Linked DNA regions of Mus musculus: region 1 is linked to region 2. Evidence: chromatin contacts called from public Hi-C data. All regions are on one chromosome and are shown on one strand. Each heading gives the region's core, a stretch centred on a gene start, on an enhancer-like site or on the middle of the called end of the contact. The rest is flanking DNA. Distances are from core to core; before and after follow the strand shown.

What was found. Hi-C and Micro-C count contacts between places; a contact is called where the count stands out from the background.
Region 1: a Hi-C map of liver shows a contact between it and region 2, with 4 times the contacts expected there. The contact joins two enhancer-like sites. A contact is called at or near these places in 1 of 484 Hi-C or Micro-C datasets (liver) and 1 of 115 datasets of contacts at active chromatin or transcription factors (kidney).

The regions. Positions count from the first base shown.
Region 1 is chr8:116,281,122-116,285,403 of GRCm38.p6, forward strand. The region is part of intron 2 of Gm31278 (a long non-coding RNA gene); the gene reads right to left. Among named protein-coding and RNA genes, the nearest start is that of Gm31278, 69 kb to the right of the region's middle. Within about 2 kb of position 1,395, at least 6 of the 459 cell types and tissues checked have an H3K27ac peak or open chromatin away from gene starts, as enhancers often do. A contact at or near this core is called in liver, where this site is marked.
Region 2 is chr8:115,754,837-115,759,234 of GRCm38.p6, forward strand. No RefSeq gene overlaps it. Among named protein-coding and RNA genes, the nearest start is that of Gm51552, 38 kb to the left of the region's middle. Within about 2 kb of position 1,420, at least 32 of the 459 cell types and tissues checked have an H3K27ac peak or open chromatin away from gene starts, as enhancers often do. A contact at or near this core is called in liver, where this site is marked.

The sequences.
Region 1 (4,282 bases), core at 145-2,644, 530 kb after region 2:
CAGGGGATTGAAAGGCAGGTAGTTGCAAAGATTAACTCATTTTCACAATAGATAACCTTATTCCAAATATACACAAAGGAAAGATAATTCTCCAATTTATTTCAAGCAGTGAGTATGGCTATGCCCCTGAGTTGAAATATTCTGAGGTACAAACTGCATTTCACTCTCATATGGGAATATAAATGAAAATGCTAAATAATATACTATTCACTGGAAATCCAGCAATATATTTAAATTAAATACTCACTGAGGAGACCACTGTAGCACCAAGAAAGTGCCATTTAGAAGCAGAGAGTCAATTAATAGATTGGTTCTCTTCTATCTGCCAAAGAGGAAAAAATATTTTTCATCTCAAGGAAGCCAAACTTTTATTTAATAAAAAAATCAGCATCAAATGAGAATAGCATTTTACCTAACAGCTCTCTTAATACCGTAAACAATATCCAACTACATTGGGTGAAACAGAGTTGCTCAAAGCCCAGAGCCAGGATGCTCACCTTGTGGTTCTGAGCTGCCTGGTGTGAGTGCTGGGAACTCAGCTCAGGGCTGTTGCAAGAGCAGCAAGCACTCTTGACCACTGAGCTTTCTCTCCACCAAGATAGAGCCATGTTAACAAAAATAAGTATATAAGCAGGTAAGGGGGAGGGGTAGTGAAGAAGGCAGAGAATGGCAGAGGGAGAGAGAAGATTGATCATGTACAGCAGCCTGTCATGTCAGTTTACCTTTGTGGCACATGCGTGATGGCAGAGAGGTTCCTCTTGTCATCTCCCCAGATTACACATGAGCTATTGAAAGCTCTGAGAAGTAACTCCCCAAAGGAAATAACACTTGGTATTGACTGAGTATCCAGTACTGGTACAGGCACAGTACTCAGGCCTTCCTTTCTAAGCAGCATCTGCTCTAATGCTAAAATGTTCCAGCCTCTAGTTTGGTGTACTGAGACTGGGACATTAATTCACCCCTTACCTGAAGCACTAGAGGCTGCAAATGATTCGGTCTGGGGGATTTCCCAAAGTGTAGCATGCTTGCACATGCATGATGAGATAGTTTTTAGAATCAGAGACAAATATAAGCAAAACATTTGAGAAGGGTTTCATACTACCTTATATATCACAAGAATATGATTTTATTAAATATCCTAAATGAGCCTGGATATCACCATGACCTGTCACATGGGATCAGGTGTGGAACTATCTATTATAGATAGGTCAGTGATCAAAGGTTCCTGATTTAGGACCTGTTGGTTTTAGATGCCTACTCTAAACTTGCCTGAGGTCACCCTGCTATCAACAGACAGGGACCCAACTCTTAACTGCTATGACACACTCATCTCGAAAGGGATGGCTCCAAGAACAGGTCACTAAGCCGGTGACCATTGGAGGTGTGGCTGCTGAAACAGGGCTAAGGTCAAAGGTGTTAGGAAGAGCTGGGGACAAGGTTCAATCAGGAAAGTACTTGTAGGCATAAGAGCCGGAGTTTGATCCCAGACACCGGAATAGCCAGGCATGGTGGCACTCACGCATAATCCCTGAAGAGGATCAAATTAGGCCAACTTCACCTACTCTGCAAGCTCCAAGTTCAGTGAGAGATTCTGTCTCAAAAGAATAAATAAATAAAATAAGGAGAGGGATGGAGGTGTCTCCATGGGTAAGGACACTTGGGACACAAGCATGTCAGCCTGAGTTTAAATCCTAAGGTGTTGTTACACCATCTCTCAGGAGATCCCACAAGTGCCTGTAACTGCAGCATCGTGGGGAAGACAAAACAATCACTGGGGCTGGCGAGGCTCTCAATCCAGCTCCAGGTCCAGACAGAAACCCTGTCTCAAGGGGATAAGCCAAAGCAGGACACCCGTCATCTTCCTTTTGCCTCCATATGCACACAAAGGTGCACACATGATAAAAACCAAGCTGAATGGCACCTGAGGAATAGCACCCAAAGTTGACATCAGATCTCCACATAAATACGCTTACACATGCACATATGCTTAAATATAGATGTGTGTCTGCACACAAACACACACATGCCCCTGTGCACACCCACACACATACTCGCTGAAAAAACAAAAACAAAACAACAAAAAAACCAAAGCAAATGTTAGTTTAAGTTCTTCAATCCTAGCTCTCCCACTTGGGTAAATCTAAACCGTTTGCCAATGACATCCCAAGCTGCCTTTCTATTGTCTACACCAGAGAGATGATAATCTATCTTGCTGCAGAGCCATTAAGAGGACTGAATAGGAATGGACCAAGGAGACACTTTGTTTAGCACTTGGAACATAGTAGATGCTCAGTGAACCTGTTTCCTTCCCCAGGAATATCTGGGGCAAGCCTTCAGTGGAGAGTTCACTGTGGTCAATTCAGCTATTCATATTCTCCCAACTGTGGTAAAATTATAGATCTGAAAAATCTCTTTGTAGATCAATTTCTCTGATTCTATTGAGTTATAGAGAAGCAGCCCACACACTGAAGCAAGAGGGAAGAAGGAAGGCTGCAGATGGGGTTGTTTTTAATTGGCCATGAGGAAGAATTGTTGAGCTATAGTCAATGTTCATCACCAATTTCTTCAGGAAGACTGTCATAACCAAACAGTCTATACTCACACATGCTGGTGGGAGCAAGTGAGTCCTAGGCTACAGGGGAGGCTGTTCTCATAGGTTGTATAAAACACAGACAGTTTTTAATTTAATATTTTCCCAGAGGTCTTTAAAAATGTTGGGTGTGTTTTAGAAATCCCAGAGTTAATGTTTGCCACTTTATAGAAGGCTATCATTTTTTTTGTTTGCTTATGTTCAAACACTAATCAAGTGACATGTTTAAGGTCTGAGCCAAGAGCCCAGGAGCTTATTAAGAAAAAGTCCAGAGGGGAGTGTTGGCAAATGCCTGAGTGTGGAAATAGGGTGACATTTAAGAATCCCGGAGTGAGATGAAGAAGGAATGAGATACATGAAGCCCTGTGGAGTAAGTGAGGAATAGAAATCTGAGTAGCTGAGAATGAGCTTAGCTGGATAGGAAGGGGGAGGGGAGAGGCCTGGGAGAGGTACACCAAAGGTCAAGGGCCAAATGTCAAAGGGCAGGAAGCACAGAGGACTGAGTGTACAGAAAATAGGATCGAGAGCCAGGTGCCCTCAAGTCCATCTCTAACACACACACACACACACACACACACACACACACACGGTTAGTGGGGAGGAGGGAGGGAAAGACAGAAGGAGGGGGAGGGAAATGGAGGAAGAAGAAGTGGGAGGGAGGGAGGGAGGGAGGGAGGGAGGGAGGGAGGGAGGGAGGGAGGGAGATGGGGAGAGAGAGAGAGAGATCTGTCTGTCAGGGGTTCCAGCTAAGCATGTTTGCTTTAGATCAGCTCCACAACAACCTCAGACCTTAGTCCCTCTGTCCTCTGGCCAGTTGTCCAATACTCACGTGTGTGTCCCCACATCAGTTTCTATAAACCTTGTTTTTCAACGCTATAAGAATAGCTCTGTATTTACTCTCTCGTGCCTATCCGCCGTGTTTTTGTGTTGGCTAGTATTGATTGGCAAAATTTACAGGCGCCTAGGAGACAAACCTCTAGGTGTACCTACGAGGAAGTTAATAGACTCTGTTAATAGAGAAGGGAAGTCCTACCCTAACCAGATCCATGAGCCAAGCTCCTGAAAGCCGAGCACCAGCAGCCATCTCTTCTCAGACTACGTGCGTGATTTTACCAACTGCCTCCCGCCACTCCTACTGTCGTGACTGCACGGCCATCCATAATGGGCAGTACCTAGAATTTATGGCGGCAAATAAATCCTTCCTTCTTGAAGTTGCTAGTGTCGAGCACTTCATCATAGCACCAAGAGAGGTAACTAATACAGTCTTTCATCTGGCAGGTCCCACACGGGCTTCAATTTTAACTGCTCACAGCGTTATGGCACATTTAGGGGACAGAGCATAGCTGGTACAGGTAAGCCACTAGGTTCTAATGTAATCCTCACTTTAATGCTGGGCCACAACGCAAGAGGTCTGCACCACAGATCTTGCCACCATGAGTTCTGTCGTGACTCCCCCGCTATGCTCCATCAAGCAAACCGCTGAGGCAAAATAAGCCCTTTCTCCCCCAAGCTGTTTCTGTCAGGGATTTTGATTAAAGTAGCCATGAGCATTGTCTCTCTACTGATGTCTGGGCCCTTGTAGGCTCATCGGAGAAACAGAAGTGGAAACTGGTGTAGAAAGAAACCTCTTACGCTGGTATTTACGCTGGTGTTCTTCCTGTCCATCCTGGTCTCACCCCTCTCCTGGGCCCT
Region 2 (4,398 bases), core at 170-2,669:
CTCTTTCGCAATCAGCCTTGGTATCCCATCGGCAAACATGTTTTCCACCCAACAGTTAAGCTAGGGGTCACTTCCTGAGACAGTACTGGCTTTCTGTGCAGGAATGAGAAAGATAAAGAGGGCAGAGGTCCTAGGAGGCCCTGCTCCTCCTTCATGGTAACAATTAGCTAGACATCCAAGAAAGCATTAGCTTTGGAATCCCATGTAAACCTCAAGGGGCTGACATTTTTTCCTCTCTCCCTCTCCCCCACCACTCCCATCCCCCCTCCCTCTGCCTCCCTCTCCTTTCCTCCTCCCTCTCCCCCTCCCTCTCCTTCCTGCTTCCCTGCCCCCTCTCTCTGGTGTATGGATTTGTGTGTCCAGGTGCAAACATATGTATGTGTGCCTGTGAAGGCAAAGGGAGTTGGTCAGGTGTCTTACTCTACCATGTTCTACCTTATTCTCTTGAGATAGTCTTTCTTTCACTGGACCCGAAGTTCAGTATTTTGGGCTGTGCTGACTGCTTAGTGAATTCCTAGATTTGGCTGTCTCATTCCTTCTATGATGGTATTATAGGCACTCATGCCCAGATTTTTTTCTTAATTGTGTGTGTGTGTGTGTATATATGAATATATGAGAATATATATGTATATATATATATATATATATATGTATATGTAAAACAGGCATCCAAGGAATAATAATACAATTCAATACAATACAATACAATACAATACAATACAATACAATACAATACAATACAATGTGGAGAAAACAAAACCAACCAAATTGGAATAGGACAAAAGATAGAAACAGAGGAAAAAGCATTAGAAAATCATATAGATGCATAGACACACATATTCACACATGCAAAAATTCCATTAAAAACACAAAATTAGAAGCTGTAAGATATATTTTCAGAGAAATGGAGGAGGAGAGGGCCGCATCTTTTTTTCAGGATTATCCTGTCCCCTGTTCTTACACTACATGACATTTGTCCCAACAGGTCTGTGATTCCAGTGGCAATGATCCTTCTACACCTGTGAGGAGAATGATGTTTCAAGGGGTTAAGCAAAGTACACATGATTTCCCAGCCCATAGCTGGAAGGGACAGGATGCAGAGGGAGAACTCTCCCATGTGTTGAATAGACATTGGTTCACGGCTGCTTATTATTGGCTGATCCTGTGCCTTGACCTTGGCCATTCCCACATAGACTTGTTTCATCTTCAGAGACCTTCAGCTTATGGAAAAGGAGTTTGGGGTGCAGTGAGGTCCTGCAATGTGTTCAAAGCAAACAGCTCCCTGAAGACACTGTAGGGAACTCCCAATTCTGAAGTCCCATTGGTTGCAAGTCTGTTTATTTGGCTCAGTATGGCAGCGGTTCATCTGTCCTCAGACCAGGTCCAGGAGGAATGGCTGCCAAGGAACTCACACAATTGCATCATACATTTCTGACTGTAGTCAACCATCTGTTACGGCATGAGGAGATTACCACATTAGGATAGAGGCTGGGGGCAGGATGGCTTTCTGAGTTGCTTATAGGTAGTGATTTTTCCCTATGATGAATTAGAAAGAGAAATCTTTGATGAGTTGGTAGTTTGGTCCAACAAGAGCTGAGGTATAATGCTTTGAACTAGAACACGTGGGAAGCAGGATTTACTTCCAAATATGTGTGTTGTCTAGGCTCAAGTATGTCTAAATAAGGATGGGTTCCTTATTCATATGCATTGCCTGTTTTTGTGTATATGTGTTCATAACACTGTGTAGAAGGGGTGGGCTGGTTTGGGGAAGGGACAGGGAACTCCCCGCTGTGATGGATTCTTCTAGGTCTCTTATGCAGGTGAAGCAAACTTCTGTGGGTCCCCTGGAACCACCAGGGTGGTTACTCATTCTTCTGGACTACCTGGCTCCGCTTCCAAATTCTGATTCAGATGATTTGTCGTAGACTCCAGAAACATGCATTTTCACAAGCTCCCCAGGGAGTCCTGATGTTCATGATATTTGGACCATACCTGGAGAATTTCAAGTTTCGAAAACATCAAAGATTGATTGACATATGTCAAACTTAAACATCTATCTCCACATGGTCCAATTTCATGCCCCCACCTTTTTTTTATGGAAGACAAAGAGCGAGAGATCTTTGGGAAGTGCATCTTAGACAGTACCCTCCGCAAGCCCTCTTTCTCCAAAGTCCACAGGAGTCATGAGGTCAACTGTATTTTTAAGGTTCAAATTCCATCTTGCTAAATGCCAAATTCTGGTTTCATACCGCACTGGAATGCAGCTTACATCCCTTAAAAAAAATAAAAAAGGTGTGTGTAGGAGGGGGTGGGATGGAAGACTTACTTGACAGTGTTACAAGGAGACAAGCTGGAAGCAAACATTTGACACTCCAGCCCTGGAATGCTGTAAAAATTTAATTAGGTGGATCCATTAGTCATGCCCACATACGGGTTTCATACAGGGCTTACAAAAATGCAGGCTGCTGAAGGGGCCTTTCAGACCTTCCTGTAAATGCCATTTCCCTCCTTATTGGGAAATGTGTTCTCCCTGGTACTTTGGAGCCAGGCTTTGTATTTGTATTTACAAAACAGAGTTAGGGTGAGATTAACTTTTTTTTTCACTGAAAGGGGCGAGGAGGTCCAAATGGGAGCCCACTTTTAATAAGGGAGTTTGCCCAGCCTGACTGCTTCTGATTCAGCTGGGGAACAGAGGTGATGTTGGGGTCCTGCCTTTGATTGCTTCCTGACTCTACTTTCCAGGTTTCAGGTGGCAGAAAGGAGGTCATGTGGGAGACGGCCTGGAGATGAGCCTGAGTCCTTTGTCTGTAGCTTGTCTTTGCCAAAGGGCCAGGATGCAACAAGTGTGGTTCTGTTTCCAAGTTGAAAAGATACAAGCAGATCCTCAGCTTCCAAACCAGAGTTTAGAAGGGGACTTGGAACTAGAAAGCAGACATTTGTAAAGTTTAAGACCTTCAATGCACATAGCTTGACTTGGAAGCAGACATTTCCTGCTTAGGAACACCCTAGTTTTGAATCTATTTATCCAGTGAGAGAAAGTGGAGGAGAGCTATTGTCAATATAACTAATCTGGCCTTCTTTGAAACCCACATTCCAGGAGCTTTATCCTCATTGGGGTGCTGAGCACCCGGCTGACTGACTGCAAAGGACTTCAGAACAATATTGTTTAGGGGGCAATGTCACCTGCAGATGGGTGGAGAACATGTCCTCCTCTGTGCCTATTCCTCTAATTTTTTTCATGTTATTCTTTCAAAAGACATGCATTTCTTAGCATTCTCAATTAAGATGCAGATTTTAATAAGTCACTGTTCCTGCAGGAGAGGAGGCCAGTGTCTCACAGGGAACAGGGCTTTCTAAGCAAATAACCACAGTGGACTTTGATACTAGTTATAGCATTTGTGAGTGGATAGGCAAAACATCAAGTGACTTAGGTCTGAGAGGGAGAAGGAGAGGGAGAGGGAGAAGGAGAGGGAGAGGGAGAGGCAGAGGGAGAGGGAGAGGGAGGGGGAGAGGGAGGGGGAGGGGAGGGGGAGGGGGAGGGGGAGAGAGAGAGAGAGAGAACGGTCACCCAGTTTGTGGTACTATACTGTTTGGGGAGGCTTAGGCTTTGGCTGTATGGCCTTCTTGTGTCACTGGAAGTGGCCTTGACAGTTCAAAAATTTTTGCCAACAGTTTACTCTCTGCTTCCTGTTTGTGGCTCCTGTTTGTGGCTCCTGATGTGAGCTCTCAGCATCCTGCTCCAGCCTATGACAGCTGCTTGCTGCCATGTTGGACTCTTACTTCCGTGGAACCAGGAGCCCAAGTAAACCCTTCTGTCTATAAATTGACTTGGTCATGGTGTTTTATCACAGCAAGGGAAATGTAACTAACACACACACACAAAACACACATATATGTATATGCAATTTTTTAAAAATAGTTTTTGGTCTTTGAGATTGATCAGTGATTAAAAGCTCTTGCCTCATAAGCCTTATGACCTGACTTCTACACATTGAACCCACAAAGAGACACTCCACCGAGTTGTTCTCTGTCTTCCACATGTGCACACATTTACCTAACCGCTGAATGTATACAGTATTAATAAACACAATAAAATAAAAATTTAAAGCTAAAAACATTAATCTAGACATGAATTAGTTTTTAATTCATTTAAACATGAAGAAATTGGGAGTCTCTACCTTTCCAGGGATGGGATTGCAAGTGCACTGGATCATACTTGGATCTTTTTATGAGTTCTGGGAATCAAACTCATGTCTTCTATGGCCTGAGTTGTATGGTAAGCACTTTACTAACTAAACTTTATTACCAGCCCTAGGACAAGCTTTCTTTTCTTTCTTTTATTTTTTTAAATATTTTATTAGGTATTTTCCTCATTTACATTTCCAATGCTATCCCAAA